2 separate regions of the Mus musculus genome follow, and region 1 is linked to region 2. Evidence: chromatin contacts called from public promoter capture Hi-C data. All regions are on one chromosome and are shown on one strand. Each heading gives the region's core, a stretch centred on a gene start, on an enhancer-like site or on the middle of the called end of the contact. The rest is flanking DNA. Distances are from core to core; before and after follow the strand shown.

Region 1 (5,207 bases), core at 2,219-4,718, 3.0 Mb after region 2:
TCTCCCCCTCAGATTTTGAGGCTTTTTTATTTTCAACTGCAGCTGAACTGAGCCCTTCTGATTGGACTGGCTAGGCAGAGAACCCCAGGGATCTTCCTGTAGCGTCCCACTTCTGCCCTTGTCCCCGCAGAGCTGAGGCTGCAGGTGCAGGCCATGGGGTGCTGAGGCTCAGCACTCTGGTCGGCATGCTTGCACGCCATGGACTGAGGCTCTCTCGATCTCCATCAGTTGCTTATTTGTTGCTGGTGCTATTTTGTTTGGAAGCAGGATCTCATGTATCTTGGGTCAGGCTCAGACTTCCTGTTTAGCTAAGGATGGCCTTGAACGTCTGACCTCCTGCTCCTATCTTTCCAGGGCTGAGATTACAGGGGTCATCAATTGTGCTCAGTTTATGTGATGATGGGGCTTAAAGCCAGAGCTTCCTGAGTGAATGCCAGCTTAGGCAAGCGAGCGCTCTACCAACTCAGTTACATCCTCAGCTCCAGGAAAAGTTTGTTTTCTGTTCTTAGCCCAGGGGATTGTATGCTGCTGTGTGGCCTGGCTGGGTATTCTGTGACATACTCCTCAAGCTTGAAGCCATAATGAAGTTCTTGGATTGTAGGTGGATATTCTGCATGGAGTATTTACTTACTAGAAGGTTGGTTTTAAAAAGAACATCCAGCCTTGTTTGTTTGGTGTGGGTGTGTATTACACAAGCAGATAAGTAGACGGACAGACAGAGATATACTTGTGTGTATGCCATGGACATAGGTAGAGGTTAGAGGAAACCTTGTAGAGTCAGTTCGCTCCTTCCATCTTTCCATGAGTTTCAGCGGTCAAACTTGAGCCTCCATGTTTGCACAGCAAGCACCTGAATCCTGCTAAGCCATCCCTCGGGGTCCCAGTTTTGGTTTTGGTTTGTTTTTAATAAGAAGTTTAGATGCTGCTTTAAATCAGTCCCATCTGACTCTTACCACAGCACTCTGAAGAATACTTCTTCTTCTGTATTTAGTGTATGCCTGTGTATATGTGTGGACACGAGAGGGAAGGTCAGGGGACATATTGTACCTGCCTGGGCCATTTGGCTTGATAGCAAGCACTTTCACCTGCTGAGCCATCTCAATGGCCCATATGAAGAAGATGCTGTTATTCCTATCTTAAGAGGCTCCAAAAAGTTAAATAACATTAATCAGAATATCCCCCTGCTAGCTCCCCCAAGACCCAGATCTTTTTTTTTTCTTTCAGTCTGCTCCAAACATCTTTCCTAAACAAGGTGAGGGCAAGCTAAAGTACTTACTATAGGCTAGCCTGTCACACCCCGAAGGACCATCACCACCAAGAAGCCAGTTTCTACTTCAGTTCAGTGTAAGTTATCAACACTGTAACTCTATCCTCTCAAGACAAGCAGCCAAACAGAAAGCCAGCCCTTAACAGAAATCAACAATTGCCACCCGACTCTTCTCCTCCCATTTAATGCAAATAGCTTACTAGTGGTGAGGCTTATGGAAGCAGCTGGCTGCTTAGCTAGCCTAGAGACTTCATTGTTCCGTGAAGTTCAAGGCAAGTCACCTTTTCAACACAGTTCTAATGCCCCATATGTAGGAGATTTTTTTCCCCCTTAGCAACACAATTGGGAACCATCAGTGTTCTCGAAAACAATGACACTGATTTTCCCCCAAAGCCCTACATTTTCCCTTTGAAATGAGAAAAAAGACAAACCAGGCAGGTTCTCAGAACCTGTACTGTTGTAGGAGGTGTGGGGGTTGACGCCAGTGGGGACTGAGGCAATGTTTGCCTTAGGTAGACTAAAGCGCTGATTTCCACGGGTGAGTTCTGATTCACTCTGACTGTTTTAAGGCTCATCAGACTTAAGAGATAAGCAGCAGGGGGCTGCTGGATGGCCACGAGGCAGGTGAGAGGTGAGGTGCAGCGCTTCCTAGGCCTTGGTGGAGGCAGGGTAAGAGCAAGACGACAGAAATCAGTCCAGGAGTGGCTGGGAGAGGGGATGGAAGGGGAGGGAGAGCCCAGCGGAAGCAGTATAGTGAGTGCCAGGTCTCCAGGTCAGCCAGCAAGACCCTAACTAAAGGAGAAAGAGAGAGAGAGAAGAGAGAGAGAGAGAGAGAGAGAGAGAGAGAGAGAGAGAACGATCGCTAGCTCAGGTCATCTCAGCTCCATCCCTAGCAGTAGAAAAGAAATGGGCGGGGGGGGGGGGGGTGGAGGTGGGGGAGGTGTGACTGAAAATGGCCTGAGACAATACAGAGATAACACTAAAGCATCTGTAATGAAGACACAGTTGCATGCAGTAAAGAACTATTTATAAAGTATTGATCCTGACCCAGGGAGACCTGGCACTCTTTTGAAGCTCAGGTAAGGAGTGAATAGGTGGGTAGTTTCTATTTTGAAACACTGTCTCCCTCTGTAGTGTAGGCAGGTCTAGAACTCTGGGAAATCCTCCTGTCTCAGCCTCTCCAATGATGGGATTTATAGGTGTATGCCCCTCTACCCAGGAAATCTAAGACTCTCACAAAGACATTTGAACTGGTCATCCCCGCACTCAGTTCTAGCCAGAGTGACTTCCTTGATACTCTATAGACTTCTCCACTGCCCTTCCTCCAGGTAGCTACCTGGGTGGTTTTCTTGCTTCTGTCAGGTCTCTATTCCAGGGCTTGCCCTAACCGCCCGAACTCCCCTTATCTTCATTGTCCTGTTTTTATTCCTAATACTCCAGTCCCACCCACCACATTTTCTATGTTTTTGGCTCTAGTGTGTCATAAGACTTCCCAGAACAAAAATTCCATGTGAACAGGGATTTTGTTTTGCTCCTACAACATGTCACGTTTCGTTTCTGGCATCTACAACGCCCAACACCTTGTTGGGGGCCGCCAACATGACCCTGAAAGGCTCCTTGTCTGTGAGGTGGGGCGGGGTCTTGGCAAAATGTGTGACCCCTGTGACAGGCAGGGTTCTGGGCAGATGCTTGGTGCAGCACTTCCTCTGCTCTTTTCCCCCCCATCGTTGTCTCCTCCCCTTTCCAAAGGCCAGTGACAAGCAACAGGAATTAGGCCAGCTCAAATGTTAATGGAAATTAAAGGAGAGAGGAGGGCTGAAAGAGAGAACAAACGCAGCCGCAAAAGTAAAGGAAACCGGTGAAAAAGTAAGGCGGCGAAAAGGCCAACAGACGTCACGCTATCTGGTCACGCTGCCCGACTCCCCCGCGGCCGAGCGAGGCGCTCTTCCTCCGCCTTGTAGCCTCCCTGCAGCGGGTGCGAGTCACCATCGCTTAGGATAAGGCCGGGCCCGTAGTCCCACGAGAGAACCCCACATCCGCACCCCAGAAATCCGCTCCTCGGGGGGCCCTGCGCCAGCCCCCGGGTGGGGGGTGGGGGGGTTGGCGCGGGGCGTAAGGACTACATCTCCCAGGATGCATCGCACTAGCGCGCTTGCGCGGTGCGGCCGGCGGCGGCGGTCTGTTCTCCGCTGAGGAGGAGTGGGGCAGAGGAGGGAGGCAGCGGGTGAGAGTTCAGAGTTCAGCAGCAGCAGCCCGAGCCCATGATTCCCATATGCCCTGTAGTTTCTTTCACCTATGGTGAGTCTAAATGTGGCCCGTGGAGGCCTCTGCCATGCCCTGCCCCGGCCCTGGGCGGCGGGTAGGCGCGGGGGTTGGGGCCAGCTCCGGGGAGGAGGCGGCGGCCGCCACCCGGGCGTGCGAGTGAGTGAGGGAGTGCGGGGAGGGAGGCGGACGGCGGCGCGGCCGCGGTCCCCGCCGGCCAGGGCGGCTTCTCACGGCCCCTTTTCTCTCCCTTGCCATCCCTCGGCACCCCGACCCCTTGACGGCTGCCCTCCCGCCATGGGACCTGACTCTCCGTGCCCGCCGCAGTGCCCAGCCGGCTGGGGGAAGATGCCAAAATGGCGACCGGCAACTACTTTGGATTCACCCACAGCGGGGCGGCGGCGGCGGCGGCTGCGGCCCAGTATAGGTAACGGCTCCCCGCCTTCTCCCTTTTTCCTCTTCCCTCCGCGCCCCGCGGTCCGGCTCCCGCCGACGCTCCGGCCCCGCGGCCGCATCCGCCCCCGCCCCCGCCGCACCGCCCCGAGAGCCCGGGTCCCCGCGGCAGGCGCGGCCGGGAGCCCCCCGCACCCTCCCCACACCCGCCCTTCCCTGCCGTGTCGCACTCGGCCTCCGGCTCCGGCGGACAGCGGCCCCCGGAGGGGCCGAGACGGGGGAGGGATGACTGCGGAGGGGTTGGGGACGTGGAGGGCCTTGGACGGCCCCGGAGGTAAAATGGCCTCCCGCGGCCTTGGAGCGGAGCCGAGCCGCCCGCTGCGGCCCCTCGGCTTCCCGGGTCCCCGCCTCCACCCTGTCACCCCCCCACCTCTTATCTTCCCTTTGGCTCGGGGAATGGAGAGAGAGTGAGCCGAGGGGCCTCGCGCGGAGTGCGGAGTCAGCGGCCTCTACCGCGACGCCCCCGGAGCCCAGATCACACAGCAGGTCTTTGTCGGTACCTTCCCTTGGCCCTGGGTCCCCGACGCCACCAACCACCCCCCTGCCCCCAGCCCCTCAGATTAACTGCCACTTTGCCAGCGTCATCGCCTCCATCTCATTCCCTTTGGGTTTTCTTGCTCGCGGAGATGTTAATATGCCAACCACCTGTGAATCGTTTAGCTGTTAGACCGAAAAAGATGTGCGAAGTTCCTAGGGTAGATGATGCGTGTGTAGCCTTTGGAGCCATTGAGGACGGCTCCAAGTGGACCGGTGGTTCTCCTTTGAGGTCTTCCCCCCTGCCCCTCGCCCCGCCCGGGGAAAAAGAAAATGCCAGTGACTGTATACCGAGTAGTTGTGGTGCCTGGGATGAATCCTCTACCTCCAGATAGCTGTCATTGCTAAAGTAGCTGTAATTCCTTATACATCTTATCGCAGAAACAAGAGGCAAAACCCTGTATTTATTGGACCGTCATGAATCAGAGTAAGACAGCTAGTCGCTTGGTTCATGCAGTAAGCATACAGTTTTATGTGTGCCTTAGCATATTTAGGATCATGGTTAAATTCAGATAGCTTTTTCATCCCATTTACCTTAGGAGAGTCATGTATTTAAAAGAGGCTCATTGGAAAACAAAATTTTAGTAACAGTATCTTTGTGATTTTTTATGACATTTGGGACATATTTTTTGAGTTTCCTCTGTAAAATGGGATACTGGCTAATAATTGGGGGCTGAAAATTCTAAAGGAA
Region 2 (4,868 bases), core at 1,864-4,363:
AGGCATGAGACACCACAGGGGACTACAAAACAGGGATTTTCAAGCAAGCCACGGATCTGCTCACCACCCTGTCTGCAGACAGCGCCCGAAGGAAGGACGGAAGAATCCATTTCTTTACGCTGGCTTTGCAAGGCTTCACTCTGATGCTTTCTTCAACGTCTTTTTCCATTCCTCACCCAATTTTAGTTTAGACTTTGGTCACCTCTTCCACTGCTTTCATCCTGACCACGGCTTATCATTCTCTCACTGCTCTACATAAATCTCTAGGGGTCTGCTGCCTATCCTCTACCCGATACAGTTCAGCCTCAGCTAACCAATGTGTCCCTTTGGAGGGGTCACCGAGCCGGGGCGCCAATGGTCCACTCTTTTAATCCCAGCACTTGAGGCAGGCAGATCTCTGAGCTGGAGGCCAGCCTGTCTGAGTTGGAGGCCAGTGAGTTACACTACAAACAAAGAAACCCTGTCTCAATGGACGACACTGAACGAGGGGAGAGGAGTGAGTGTTCCAATGAGGAAAGATCAGCCCCACCTGAGGCCGCACCTCTCCCTACTCTGTCCACTCTCACTCTGCTTTCCTGTTCTCCAGCATCTTATGTGGCTTCCCTTTACTTTAGGTTCCCTATGCCAAGGGACATTTTCACGCGTATTCCTGCATTCTCCCCTTGTCTTTGCTTAAAGGTCACAGCCCAAATAAGGATGTCAGCCAATAACCAGTTTGCAATCTATCTTCAGATTCCAAGACTTCCTCCATTCTGCCTCAGTTTGACCCCCTCTTTGTTTTTAGCCACGTTGGCCTAACATGTTACAGAAAGTACCATATCCATTGGACTTCCAGCATTTCCTCACTAGAATGGAAGTTCTAGGATTTGTCTGTTTTGTTCACTGCTATTATCTGGAGCCACTATACTGTGGAGGACAGTGTGCTCTCAAAAACACTTCCTGAATCACTCTTTTGAGACAGGGTTTCTCTGTGTAGCCCTGGCTGTCCTGGAACTCACTCTGTAGACCAGGCTGGCCTCAGAAATCCGCCTGCCTCTGCCTCCTAAATCCTGGGATTAAAGGCGTGTGCTACCACTGCCCGACCCTGAATCACTTTTTTAAATGACTAGGGGGTGGGGGTGGGGAAACCTTGACAAGCCTCAGGTCAACACACTATATTTACTCTAAGGCTGCCAGTCCTTGAGTCTGGATCTGCCCTGGAGGCGCTTTATTTAAAAATGTTTGGGGAATCAAGGAGTGGGAGTCACTAGTGAGAGAAGAATTTCAGGTAAATTCTGATCTCATCAATCCACCCTGCCTCCTGGAGACAGAGCTGAGAAGAAAGCTGACAATATAAATCTATTACAATAATCCAGGAAGAGATGATGAAAGCTTGAAACAGCTGCCACACAAGAGTGAAAGACACAGTGACTAGCTGGGTAGTGGGGGCAGTGGGGATGAGACCACATTTCAGGGTTCTATGACTGTAGATGCAATGTCACAGTAAGGGAAACACCACACCCCCAAGGGCCTGCTTGCAAGCGGAGCAATCTAAGTCTCTTCTACTTAGTAACATTTACCTTCCTAATGTGCCTACCAATAATCTAAGTCATTACCATACAAAGCTTGCTCAGATACAAAGAAGTATATAGAGACAAAAGGGGACCCTCTAAGATCCCTGCTTCTGTTCCCATATGTCAGTGTACTGAGCTGGACTTTGAGCAGGAAGATTCCTTTCTAAGGAAAAGGGCAGGAAAAAAGCTTCAAGTCAATTGTTGACCACAAGATAAAGACCAACCAAGATTCCTGAAGACTTAATGACTGGAATCCATTTCACTGCCACACTTCCAAACTAGGCAATTTTAGGCACCAAAACTAGGCAATTTTAGGCACCGATCCAAAAAGATTCCCCAAGGAAATAATTCAATCGAATTTAGTTAAAACAAAATAGTTCAACCCATTACAATACAGTTTGGATCTTAGTGTTGTGCATTACCTGGAAAGTTCTCCCGACTAAGCTTCGGCCGACGGATGATCACAAAGTCTTTGTCACTCCCTTTGCCCTTGACTCGTTTCCTTGGAGGGCTCTGGGGGTGGCCGAGGTTTGAGAGCAGTCCATGTGGGATGTTCTCACTGTCCACCTCCTCCTTCTCCAAGGCCGAGACACCCATGCCTGATAGCAGTTCAGAAGTCTTGCTGGAATCCCATCCCCACGTGAAGCTGGTGGTGACGTTGCCACTCTGGTCCGGAATCTCCTGAAGGTGCTTCCTGCAGAAGGGCAGACATTCTCTATTCCTTTTGAAAATACACCCCTAAATAATTCCAAGGTAGGCATGAAAGAAGAGTAAAGAATGGAGTGGAGAAAAGTCCCAGCAAGTGACAGTACTGCATTTTTTAAACGTGCCTACAAGCGAGAGAAATACAAGAATGAAAGAGAAAAATCGGGAACATATATACTTTGAAAGGCTTTGGGATTTATGGTCACGCAGAAGGCCTCAATAATTTCTTCCCGTGGAGGGAAAAAGAGGGACGGCACTGATACCATGACTCAAAGTAGAGGAAGGAAAACTTAATTAGGAAGCCAAATTAAACTCCACATTGATATTCGCACTAAAGCATTCATCCATCCTTTTTCTCTAAGCAAACATTCACATAACCAGATTATTTGAACAAGAAGCAACATTCGCGGCCTAAAAGAATTCAAACGGTTCATTCATGTTTTGTCCGGTTTTTTTGCAATCGGTTTACCTATGCATGGTGTCCACTGATTCAGGAGTTTTGAATGCTTGAATTAATTGAAGCGCTGCCTGCCTTCCAGACTCCTGTTTTAGCGCTCGGCTTAGAGTGATCCCCGGGGCCCCAGCAGTTGGACCCGCGAACTAGCAACGTTCCATCACCACCGCGCGCGCGGAGTTCTGCATCCCGCTCTCCAGCAGCCGCCTTCTGACGCCCCGTTGCCTGCTGGGAATTGTAGTTCCGAGCCTAGCTCGTAGTCCTGCCTGGGTTCTTCCACTCTGATTTCGGACCAACCCTCCAGATACCCACAACTCCCTGCGGCGCCGGGCGGGATTGAAGGAGGAGGAGGAGGAGGAGGAGGACAGGCAGGCGGAAGTGGGTGGAGCTCCGGCTGGCTGGGAAATGTCAGCCGATTGACTGGGAGCAGGTTTTCCTTTTCCCGGAGCTCACGGGCCTTCGGGTGATCACCGCCACGGTCGCCCGGGACTGAAGGATCCGTGACCCCGGCAGGCTGCGGCGGACGCGAAGCTTCTGAGTCCCTTCCAGACGCTGTCTGGCGAGGTCCGACGGTGAGCGTGAGGGGGGCGGGGACGCGTGAGGTGCGTCAGGGTCTGGGGTCCCGGCCCAGTCCCTGGCGGACATAGACTTGGGGGGAGTTCCAGATGGTGAGTGGCCGCCGCCGCCAGGCCCATCTCCGGGGTCTCGATGGCCCGCCAGGTGAGAGGCTGCGGGTGGCACTCCTGCCATTCGCCTTCCTCCACCTGGCAGTGGGCGGCCCTTAGGACTGGGTCTGTGGACGCGATCCTTTCCTCACTTGTAAACTAGGCTCGAGGACGCGGCACACCTCATGGGCTGGCACTGAAGATCAAATCAGCGTGCGAGGGGAAGCCTTTTTCGAGCTAAAGCGCAGCTCCAAGAGGAGCGATGGTTTATTTTTAAGGCGGCAGGAGCCAGCAGTGGTTCCCGCGTGCATCCTCTTGGATCCTTGATGAGTCTCCCAAATACCAAAGGGAAAAAGGGAGGCTCCGCTTGCAAGGAGAGACCACCCTGAAAGCTGTTTAGGTGCCTCTGACTCAATCCACAGCCTGTCCTAGAATCTCTCTGCCTAGAAACTATGCTAATTTAGCCTCTGAAGAGGTCGGGGGCGATTAGATTAGAATGACCATGCAAAATTCAGGTGTGCAAACTGTGCAACAGGGGAGAGGGTAGGGGGATGCATTTCTAGTCCAGTAAAAATGAAGATTTATAGAGTTGAGAAAAAAGCAGGCCACCTTCATCAAAAACATTAGAATATTGGTTTAGTATGTTAGATTGCATACACTTGTGTTTCTTTGTGGAGAGAGCAAGATTCGTTTTATAGTGGAATTAAATCCTTCATGCTCAGTTTTGTCTTTGTTTCTAGCATAATCTTTGCATCAGTTACTTCTTGAGAGGAAGAGATTCATGAACTTTTAGTTCCTGTGAGTGAGATTGGTGTAAAAAAAAAAGACCTTTTTGCAAATTGGTTTTACTTGAAAAGAAAGACTAGGAGAATAAGTATGTAGTCACAGTTTTGTTATGGAAAGTATCTAAAGTGAGACCTTCTGAAATAGTGTATAAAGTTATCTTTTGTTACTTTGAAAAACTCATTTGCCTTCTCTTGAACTTTGTCCTTTCTGTTAGGATGTAACTCGTTCAAGAGTAAATTCTAGTAAATATAAAACAGCCCTGAATTCAGCTAAGAGTTAGCAGAGACCTTAGGATATTTAAATTAGTGGGCACAAGGTTCTCTCTAGGAAAGGAAAGCCTATCAACTTTGAAATTAGGAGCCTCCTGATTTGCCTTGATAATGAAACCGGTGTTCTTTTGCATTTCTTTAATCACAGCTATTTCCATAATATACTGAAAAGGTTTGTATTGATACACACACGATTCTTTTTATTTTTTTTTTCCTTTGGTTTTTCGAGACAGGGTTTCTCTGTGTAGCCCTGGCTGACCTGGAACTCACTCTGTAGACCAAGCTGGCCTCGAACTCAGAAATCCACCTGCCTCTGCCTCCCAAGTGCTGGGATTAAAGGTGTGTGCCACCACTGCCCGTTACGATTCTTTTTGATAGAGGAATTGTGTCCATTGAAGATGTGAGGTTATTAGCTACATAGAAACTCACCATAGAG

What was found. Capture Hi-C pulls out chosen DNA fragments and counts their contacts.
Region 1: a promoter capture Hi-C map of liver shows a contact between it and region 2, with 4 times the contacts expected there. The contact joins the promoter of Zfr here to the promoter of Lmbrd2 in region 2. A contact is called at or near these places in 3 of 39 promoter capture datasets (the C10 cell line, hippocampal neurons and pre-B cells), 1 of 115 datasets of contacts at active chromatin or transcription factors (stem cell-derived neural progenitor cells) and 1 of 9 other capture datasets (liver).

The regions. Positions count from the first base shown.
Region 1 is chr15:12,114,383-12,119,589 of GRCm38.p6, forward strand. Zfr (zinc finger RNA binding protein) reads left to right here and starts at 3,469. Exons shown (of 20, transcript NM_011767.2): 1 at 3,469-3,565; 2 at 3,857-3,956. The coding sequence starts at 3,529.
Region 2 is chr15:9,137,457-9,142,324 of GRCm38.p6, forward strand. Lmbrd2 (LMBR1 domain containing 2) reads left to right here and starts at 3,114. Exons shown (of 18, transcript NM_177178.3): 1 at 3,114-3,284. It overlaps Skp2 (S-phase kinase-associated protein 2), which reads right to left and starts at 2,998. Exons shown (of 10, transcript NM_013787.3): 1 at 2,728-2,998; 2 at 1,976-2,247. The coding sequence starts at 2,735.